Regions from separate parts of the Drosophila melanogaster genome. Here region 2 is linked to region 1. Evidence: chromatin contacts called from public Hi-C data. All regions are on one chromosome and are shown on one strand. The core of a region is the stretch at or near the end of the contact, and the rest is flanking DNA. Distances in the headings are between cores, read along the strand shown.

Region 1 (5,602 bases), core at 588-3,087:
CAATACCACAAGGACAACAAGTCTGCAAGAATTCTGGGCGATGGGCATTCGGAAATCAAACAAGAAACTGTCGAATTTAATTGAAAATGCCAATTCATCATAGGGGTGGGATGGATTTACTCGGCCCCCTCCACTTTTATGTAATTGAATACCTGCTCCATTCGAGGGTAATCGCATCAGCAAAAGAAGCTAACAAAATTAGCGACAACACAAGCGGAGAGTCGCGTCTCTTGGGCGCGTGCGTCTGCCACAAGCATCATTATATACTAATTACTCGAGTATTATCGAAACCCATTCAGGCGAAATGGTATAACGAGTAGCAGTTCCTGCCCCGATCCATTCCAATTGCACACCGCACTTGGTCCTGAATTGGTTACTCAAATCTGACCGCAAAACACGGAACCCTCACCCACTCACCCCGCTCACTTCCATCACTTTCGCGCTGGTCTTCCATTGTTGGCTTGACTTTGCGGCGCCCGCGGCTTTAAGAGCCACTGAATTGGCAATAAAAAGATTATAGCCCGAAGGTGTGAAGTGCAGTGGAGAGCAGAAATCGCACCGAGATCCGGAATCAAAAGGCACAAAAGCCACCCCAGGCGGCGAGGCGATGAGAACGCGTGCTCGTTTCGCTCGGATTTGTTCCCAGCATCCGAACATCCCAGCATCCCACATGCCACTCGATTCGAGTGAATCAGTTGAGTGCCTTTCGGACTGAGTGGGCAGCCATGTTGCCACAGCCTCCGGGCATCCAATCAGCGCTCTTTGGGCTCCATGCCAACCAATGAGAAGAACTTACCTTGAGTACTCTTTGAGTGATCTCTGGAATATTTGCCCAGGTTAACTACTTAACCAGTTGCTTATAATGTGAACTATAGTTTCTGAAATCTCAGTCTTAGCCATTTTCGCTGGTTTGATTTAGTTATGTTCATGTTAAAAGCACTATTATTTTAGTTTCATTTGCTTAGTTAATACACATTACGGCCTGTATAAAAAATTATGAAACACTTTGCAAATAAGTGCCTAAATTTTTATCTATTTTAAAACTATAAAACCATCTGTTTTAGATTTTATTTATTAATTTAAAAGCTATGTAAGGTAAATACTTCATATGGCTTTCTTACTTTTCCACCAGCTGGCTGGATTTATTAAAATAATATTTGGTTCAGTAAAATAATTTATAGAATTTTAAGATATTAGCTGCCTAATAATTTGTCATAATGTAAGCAAGTGGCATACGTGATTATATTATGTATTGTAGTTCGAATGCTCGACTTGAAGTAGGCAGCTACGAAGAAATATTTTTGGTTAGACCCATTAAAGTATTGTTTAGTTTTTGGCTAACGATTCCAAACAATCCCATGACCCAACTAACCTACTTACACTAAAAAGTTGGAGTTTACGGTTGATTGTTTCCGAATGATTTAAATTCTAAACAAATCGTTCGTTTAAACAATGAGTTGAGATGGGAATGGGTTTAGTATGTAAACCCATTCGGAGGACTGTACCCAAAATGTGGAAGACAAAACACCGAGGAGCAGTTAGCGGGCTATAAACAATAAACAGGATGCATGCACTCCCCGCGTGTTAAGGCGCACCATACAAGTACGTGGCAGCAACCGTAGCCATTTACGACCGACTTTGTTTACGCACTTGAGAGGAAACTCAAAGGCTCTCCAGCTAGGTTTCGGATCCACCAATGGCAGGAGTCGAATGCCAGTTTCCACCCCCACGGATGCCGGCGAGCCACTTGAGTACGGCGCACATTTCCACTCCGTGAGACCGAGTGAATCTCGCCGGGGATCTCGGCTACTATTTAAAGACAGCCCGGAGCGCCCAGTTGAAGCACATTCGCTGCGCAGCCCTCGAGTCGTGAAGATCGGAAAATCAATAGAAATCCGTAGTGAACAAGTGTCGGAAAGGCCAAAGACAATACCTATATATATATATCCGAAATATTCAGAAAATTCGAAAAATGCTGAATATGGAAAGCGCGGGTGTCAGTGCTGCGATGGCGGGTCTGAGCAAATCGCTCACCACGCCCTTCTCCATCAACGATATCCTAACGCGCAGCAATCCGGAAACACGTCGCATGTCCAGCGTGGACTCCGAACCGGAACCGGAAAAGCTGAAACCCTCCTCCGATCGCGAGCGATCGATCTCCAAGTCGCCGCCACTCTGCTGCCGAGATCTCGGCCTCTACAAGCTGACCCAACCCAAGGAGATCCAACCAAGTGCCAGGCAACCCAGCAACTATCTGCAGTATTATGCGGCGGCGATGGACAACAATAACCACCATCACCAGGCAACGGGCACATCGAACTCCAGTGCCGCCGACTACATGCAGCGCAAATTGGCCTATTTTGGATCCACCCTCGCTGCTCCTTTGGACATGAGACGCTGCACCAGCAACGATTCCGGTAAGTAACCTGCACGAAATTAACGCCATTCAGGCTCTAATGGACTCTGAAAAGAACGCTACTTATTCATTGGCCTTTTGTATAGGATGTATGCTAACTTTTGGTAATTTTCCCTTTACAGACTGCGACTCACCACCGCCATTGAGCAGTTCCCCCTCGGAGTCGCCGCTATCCCACGACGGCAGTGGATTGAGCCGCAAGAAGCGGTCGCGTGCCGCCTTCAGCCACGCCCAGGTCTTCGAGTTGGAGCGCCGCTTTGCCCAACAGCGCTACTTGTCCGGTCCGGAACGCAGCGAGATGGCCAAGAGCCTGCGCCTGACGGAGACCCAGGTGAAGATCTGGTTCCAAAACCGCCGCTACAAGACCAAGCGCAAGCAGATCCAGCAGCACGAGGCCGCCCTTTTGGGTGCCAGCAAGAGGGTTCCCGTCCAAGTCTTGGTGCGAGAGGATGGCAGCACCACCTACGCTCACATGGCTGCTCCCGGTGCTGGACACGGCCTCGATCCCGCCCTGATCAACATCTACCGCCATCAGCTGCAGCTGGCCTACGGCGGACTTCCGCTGCCACAGATGCAGATGCCATTCCCGTACTTCTACCCGCAACACAAGGTGCCGCAACCCATACCGCCACCAACCCAGAGTTCCAGCTTTGTGACTGCATCCTCGGCGTCCTCATCGCCAGTTCCCATCCCCATCCCGGGTGCAGTGCGTCCCCAGCGAACGCCGTGTCCCAGTCCCAATGGCCAGATGATGAGCGTCGAGAGCGGAGCGGAGAGCGTTCACTCGGCGGCGGAGGATGTTGACGAGAATGTGGAGATCGACTAGGTTGGGAGTGACCATGTCTCGGAGGAGAACCGGGGCTACGTTTTTGTGATAGCCGTAGAAATTGTGTTTTAGCCTCTATGTGTAACCAATAGATGTCCCATAGCTTTAGTAGCATTAAGTTGTAGTCGTATCTACCCGAGAGCTAAATAAAATTATGAATTAAATAAAACTTGGTTTTTGTTTTGAGTTTTCTGCTTCACTTGAATTTCTTCACTTCATGCAGTTAAAACAATGCAGTTCGAAAAACGATAATCAACTTATCCTGGAAGAAGTACAAAGGTTTATAGTGATTTATTGTGTGTTTTATAACAATACATGTTCATATATTTCAACGAGATATATTAACTGATTCTTCTTTGAAGTCGCCTTATTATATAGTTAGCAATTGATTGGGTTTGTTTTTCCTTTTTCACAAAGGAATTTACAATTATTTACGTTAAACTATTCACGTTAAGGTTCATTTTTAATTTTAATATGTTGGCAAAGGAAACAAACCACGAAGTATCAATCTACAATAAATAGAGGTGGGATCTCATTGCTAGATTTTAAAATGTATTTAGTATTTTAAAAGAGATCTGCTTTCTGAAAAGAATACATCAAAAGGCGCTTAGCCACTAAACGATTGTTACATAAATTAATACCACATGACCTCAATTCGCATCAGCGGGCGGGAAGGCGAGAGGCTTCTCAGACCCTTCAGAATGACAGCGATCTGGCGGATGAGGGCCTCGAGATGAGATCCGCTGAAGTGGAATGCGTGTGGCCGGAGCCTTGCGAAAGCCGAAAGCCGCTGATGATGACCGACTATGACGAGCCCACTCAATGACGACATAGAAGTGCTTCAATGTGTCAGAAAGGTCGGGCCGGACGTCTGCGACCCACAAACCACTGACTTACATACGATGTTTCCCGGGCGCTTTTGCACAATATCGTCCCGGGTGGGATGGAGGAGGAGGAGGAGGAGGAGTGGGAACGGGATTGGGATCGGAATTAGGATCGGAATTGGGAACATAGACATGTCCTTAGCGGCACAGTTGGTGGCTGACGACACAAGGACCTGCCTCAAGTGCCCGGCGGCGACAATTCTAACGGCCGGCCGACCTGTTGATGTTTATAAACAAACAAACAAATAGAATCACCAACTGACGCCCAGGATCGGAAAAGGACATGTGCCCAGTGGAAATTGTCGACTGATCGACTGATCATTGCTAAACATTCACTTCAAAAGGAAACAATGTCGTTAGAAACAATGTTGCTCGTATTTCCAGAGAAACATTTTTAAATATCCCCTAAAAATGTTCACCCCTTTCACAAATAAAAATATTTAAAAAAATATGTTATATAAATAATACAATATCTGAGATTTAAGGATAGAAGGATAAATGAAACCTTTTAATTATTTTTTCAATCGGCGCCTAGCGTATGAAGCCTCGGAGTTTTTCCACATATTTTCTAAAGTGCTGAAAATTTTCGAAAGTGGGGCATTGAACGTGCTGGTCTGGTGACTGCCAACTGAAAAAACATTGGTATGAGGAGATCTCTAAGTACGTATATTGCTCTTGGACGCATTCTTAGACTAAAAGCACGCAGGCATTTGACAAATTTGGGACACTAAAATCGATTGACAGCTGTAATTACTTGGGTAAATAACAGATACAGCGGCTTGAGGATGTATCTTTTTGCCACTGTGCTCCCAAATTCTTGTCATATTTTATATTTCTGTTATAGATTTGTGTATTTATTTAAATTATTTAAATTTTCTGTTTTAAAATAAACACGAGTTACTGGTCCAAACTATATGATTTCCCTTCTACGTTCAGACACGGACTGTACCTTTAGAAAACGTAGGTGCTTCAACTTTCTATGTGGATTCTTGGGATGAAATAGTTTTAAAATGTGTTTTTAAATTCCGTTTTTGACTCATAAAGACCTAAATAAATTGAATAAATCTAAATTGCTAAAAATTTGATGTCGTGCTTTTGATTTCCATAGAAAATCGTACATTTTACTGATTATATTATTCTTTAAATTATCCACAGGCAATTAGGAAAGTGCAACGAGTGGGAAACAAGACTGAGTGTTTTCTGAATTTTGAGTGAGTTTTTCGAGGCCCGCCCCATTCCGCACACTCGGCAACCAATAACACGCATAATTCACGGACTCTTTGACTTGGAGTTTCGGTTTTACAGCACGCTTCGGATTTCGAAGGGTTGAAGACGCACGCTGCATGTGGTCTTGGAGTGAATGCAAATCGTCCTGCTCGTCCGGCGGCTCGGCTACTAATTTGTTTATATTGCGCCGCCTCCGGATTTGTTTATGCAACCTTTTTTATGACACACATGCCGGGGTGCTACGAGATG
Region 2 (5,205 bases), core at 187-2,686, 45 kb after region 1:
GATCTGGGTATGGGTATGGGACTGGGACTGGGTCTGGGTCTGGGAAAGGCAATTGCCATCAAAGGCGATGCCGAGCGAGCTGCCAGCCGGCTGGCCTGAAATTGATTTAGCCACCTCGGACGAGCAGGCTGACCTCACTACTGTTTTTACGCCTTAAGCAGAATCTCATCAAGACGTAATGACAACAATTGATCAATCGCTGGCCAGGCTAATGGTTATGATGGGTCTCGTTGGGAAATCAGTTTATATTAAAATGTAATTTGATTGCGGTTGTGCACACAGAGGTGAACGCGGAGTAAGTAATTCTACAGTTTGTGGATATTTTTATGTTGAAGATATTCCAATCATATATAACAAAAAGCTCATATACTCAGGGGTGTTGATAAAACTTGAGAAAAAGCTGATGAAATATCTATTATCTCTGCACTATAATTTTGTTTGTACTTTTTTACATATAGTAAATATGAAGAATATGATTTTTGGTTGTCCACTGGGTTCCGCAGTTTAAAAGCAAAGTCTTCTTCTGTTTGGATTTAGAGGAATATATTTTCTCTTGAAAACTACTCACCCTGCTCTTCGTCAAAGTTTTTGGTGGACAGCTGGAAGAGGGCATCCAAGGGAGTGTCTCCACTTGATTTGCTGGCCCCCTTTGGTTGTTCCTCGGGCGACTTCTTAGGAACCTCCATTCTGTCCTCTTGGGAACGTTTTTCCACTTTTTCCGCCTGGGTGGGACTGCAGCATTCGGTGCTGCCATTGCTGCTGCTTGATCGCTGGGAACGCTCTGAACTGCCGTCCTCGGAGGCAATGATCGCGGGATTCAGGGTCATCTGCCGGAGGAGTTGCGCCTGTGCCTGGAAGTGCTCCTGGAGCTGGCGCTGGTAGTCCCAGGCCAGTCGCTGCTCATAGCTGTGGAGCAAAGCGGGCGATAAAAATGTATGTAGTGCAGCCGGCGGAGGGCAATTCGGCACCAAGGGTATTTGCAATCTTTCGTTGATCAGAGCCAATGGAGCAGGTACTCCTGGTAAAGCATTGGGAATGGCAATTCTCTCCGGCTTCTTCTCCACACGATCCTCTTCATGCCCTCGCCCCAGGATATCGGCAATGGAAAAGCTCTTGACCCTGACGGGTGATGACTTTTGGCGGTCATGTTCCAGGCTAATAGGACTCCTCAAAAGCCGCAATCGTTTCATATTCAACGATCTCAGAGGCGGTGGACTGGGCGAACCCACCGAAACATCAGAGTTAGCGGGACTGGGAGTTCTTTGCGGCATCTCTAGGTGTATTTTCCTTTGGCCACTCAGCACATCCTGGCTGTATCCTTACGGCTTAGCTCCAAACTCTTTTCTACGGGCGATTAAAAACGCGTCGGCAAAACGCGCGGCTGTCACACGAAAAACGTCGGCACAACGTGCAACACAAACACCAACAACGAAAATGGCTCGTGGCCAGAATGCGATGCTAATGCTGCTCGGCTCTCTGTCTCTCTTTCTTGGCCAAGCTCTCTCAACTGCTTTTTGGGGCCTCCAAACTGGTTGGCACCCATGACGTCACGGACTCGCGCAGCTGCGCAGCTTGTCTAATTGGAAACGCCGCCTCGCTCTCGCCAAGGGGGCGTGCCAGCAGAAAAGAGAGAGATGGAGAGAGGGAGAGCTAACCAGAGGACCAATAGCAGTTGGTCGAGGGCCATACAGACCCCCTCACCCGACCAAAAGTCGCTGTCAACGTGCGAACGTCATTAATTTGTACAATTTGACATGCGCTCTCTTTCCTCCCTCTCTCTCTCTCTCTCATTCTCGCTCTCTCTCTGGGGCGGCACTATTTCCCTCTCTTTCCCGTCGCTTTCCAGGCGACTGACTGCGTTAATTATCGTAATTGTTGGCTCACCCGCTTTTTCGCAGCTCTCTTTTGGCCCACTCAATTGTCATCAATAATGATGTCTCGTTGTACCGTTGGCTTCGACTCCTCATCTATTTTCCACTGGAAAAACAAGCCTCTTCGAATCCGTGTTTCGAGACCTCTGATGCACTGGGAAAAACAGTTCCCCGAACTGACAATCCTTCGTTCAAGAACGTCTTTTTGAAAGAGGTTTATTTGTCATAAATAGATGTGCCTATGAAAAATATTATAGTAATGTAAAAATGTCTTTCTCCCTCAAACTTCCTCAACATAAATTAAAAAGCGAACGAATTCTGCACCTCAAAAGTAATAACCTATAAATGGCACAACATGACAGTTACTTTGCTCTTCACATTTATTACTTGTTAACTTGAGATCGTTGTTAGATCTAATAACTAGCTGCATCTTGTTAGTTAGTTAGTTTCTCTACACACAATTTATGATTATATTATTTTATATTTTCCCATTTATATTTCCATTTGTTTAAGTGCATTTTGCTGGCACACATTCGTTTGTCTTGCCACTTCCCTCGCTTCCCACTCCACAGCTCAACTCAATGCATTTCCAAATTGATTGCAACTTTGGTCCGCTCGTTGTATCACGTATGCGCCCTGTATGCGCCTCGCTTCGTTTGTTTGTCAGTGTCAGTTTTTTATTCAATTTCGCTCCGCTGTTTGTCCTGGTTTTCTTTTTTATTTCTCGCTTTTCCTTGAATTTTGCATGCAAATGTCTATTTAACTGCATTGCGCCCTTTGCCGGTGGGAATGTGACTGAAGAGTCGGCTAAGTGAAATGATGTAACTGGCGAGCCGTAATCGATAATGGGTTCTACACTGCCCTTTGAAAACGAGTATAATTGATTATTTCGAGATGGGAAAAGAAATCAGGGGAAGTGGCAATTTCAACAAATTTGTGTTTGTATCTGTTTATTAAAGCGCGGAGCATCAATTACCAATGATTATTGGGCTCATCAAGGGCTTACAACAAATTGGACTTTTACACTACATAGTATGGGCAAATTAGCTTTTAATGTTTAACGTATAAAATTACAAAATAATAACTTGATCCAGCAAAAGTACACAGGTACCCAGCTGACAAAATGAGTAGCACAGTATGTTAATATAAAATCCAGTTTATTCAGTCTCTTGAAAGGGTGTTGTTTAGATGTATTTTACCCGAACCCTACATCGCAATTTATGACGCTGAATTTGCATAAGGGCCCTTCTCCAATCCCTTCGACTGCCCCCTATTTTGGTGGCAAGATGGCCGCGATGTTTGATTAATGCCTACACTTGACTGACTAAAGTTGACGAGCCAGGGCATTCTCTCCTTTCGCTTGCCTTGGAAGTGAGAAATTGACGGGGCTTGGGAACATTCGCTATCGCTATTGCCTTCATATTCAAAATCAATTATAAAACGACTCTTAATTGGGCGCCTCAATAGACGAGACACGCCCTGTCAATCATAATTAGCCATCGCCCCTAGGAAGCGAACCACTCGAGCCGGCACTCAAATCCATTCCCATTCAACCGATCCGACACGCCTCTAATTCTGCAAATTCATAAGCCAAATGTATCGGCTCTATATCCTTTCATTAGGCGACCCAAGATGGCGGACCCGTGTTCATTTAAACCTCATAAATAGCAAAAGTGTTTATTGTCGCATCTGGCAAGCCCAAATCCCCGGAGAGCTCTCTTCACCACGGTCCTCGTGTATTTGTGTACATTGTCATATTGTCATATTGCCCGGGGCGGGGATGGACGGGGGTTTGAGCCGTGGCTTCTGCCAGGGTGATCGGGGATGTCGGAGCAGGAGTCAGTTGTTAATAAAGTCATTGCCGTTGTGTCAAATTCGTCACGCCCCTTCGGCGACTTCGAGAGTGCTGCTGGCAGTGCATTAATGTCGCCCTTTGTTTTGCCGAGTCGCTCCGATCCGATCCTCACCAGAGCTCGAGATCGAGTTCGCTTCCCGTGGCTGACGATGATGAAGTTGTGCCAGCCAGTTGTCAACAATCAGCGCTCAGCGCTCCCAAAACTGCATGCCAATTATAGCCAGTTCGCAGCTATCCTCAAGCCAACCTCAACCTTTCAGCTGCGCCCGAAAGAAGAAGGAGAATCTGTGACGAATGCGCTTATGGCCAAAGCGATCCTCGCCTTATCATCGAGTAATCTTCGACACTTGGGACAGCTGTCAGCGTTTTGCCAACTCATTATGCAGATTTCGACCACAAATGCGACACGAAAATGTCGAAAACAATTTACTGAACGCGACGAACAACATTTGTCAATGCGGATCGGATCCGTCTGTCTATTAAGACCAGCACCGGAGATCCCTCAACTTAAGTAGTTTGGCGAAGCCGCAAGACCACACAGAGAGAAAATATTACAAGCCGATTTTGTTAAATGAATCTAAATCCTTATCGATCAGGTTGGATATCTAAAATAATTCTACAACAGTTATATGTATCTGTTAAACGAAGCATATCTGTAATTACAATTTCATCTTCGATGTATAAAAGAAAGAGATATAAATCACACAATTTCTCTCTGTGCAGATACGATGAAACTTAGCACGAAGTGACACCAACAACCGACTTTCGAGCTACCGCATAAAAATTATGGCCTGGAATGAAATGCCCCAGCGTTTATCCACAAGATACACACAAAAGTGCCGCGCCCTGCGGCACGGTTGAGAATGGACCTCAACCGAAGTTTGGGGCAGTGGCAATTTGTATATCTTTGTGATAAATCAAAACATTATCAATAATAAAATCGGTAGCCGTTTGCCACTTGGAAGAGTTTGGGGCGAAATTTGTCGGCTTTTTGTTGTGGTCAGAAAACCGAAAATTCGAAAATCCCAAACTTCAAGCATTTTTGAGTGCTAGTGCTCGTGTGTAATTTGTATGCTAATTCAGCATCGGGTTGAATGTCTGATGAAGCTTAATGTCATCCAGAGGTGGATCAAGCCAAAAAGTGTGGAGGGGGGGTCCGACTAAAGTGACATCCATTAACACTTCCCTCTGTTTGTAGGAGCTGTGAATCTTTTGATTTTCCAAATAGCCGTCCGCCGCCTTATCGGTGATGTAGCGGTACAACTGTGGCGGCTGGCGTCAACTTATTGCCATCAAACGTATTAAGTGGGCCCCATAGCATCGAGCTTTGTCCGCGAACGTGTCCGGCGAATTCCGAGCTCCGTTGACGGACACTGAAGAACCTGCTGCTGGAGGCGCCTACGTGTGTGTTCCCTGCGAGATGGGCTAAGTGGCTGATTTTGATGGGTTTTCGGGTGGGAGGGGGATCGAGGGTTCGAT

What was found. Hi-C and Micro-C count contacts between places; a contact is called where the count stands out from the background.
Region 2: a contact with region 1 is called in a Hi-C map of the S2 cell line, with 2.6 times the contacts expected there. A contact is called at or near these places in 33 of 107 Hi-C or Micro-C datasets (the Clone 8 cell line, the Kc167 cell line, the ML-DmBG3-c2 cell line and 12 more) and 2 of 7 datasets of targeted methods (both in the Kc167 cell line).

Annotation. Positions count from the first base shown.
Region 1 is chr3R:21,387,043-21,392,644 of dm6, forward strand. bap (bagpipe) reads left to right here and starts at 1,838. Exons shown (of 2, transcript NM_169958.2): 1 at 1,838-2,417; 2 at 2,539-3,407. The coding sequence starts at 1,973. The coding sequence ends at 3,242.
Region 2 is chr3R:21,432,697-21,437,901 of dm6, forward strand. It overlaps lbl (ladybird late), which reads right to left and starts at 1,437. Exons shown (of 3, transcript NM_079710.4): 1 at 569-1,437. The coding sequence starts at 1,271. lncRNA:CR44089 (long non-coding RNA:CR44089) reads right to left here and starts at 4,005. Exons shown (of 1, transcript NR_074037.1): 1 at 3,655-4,005.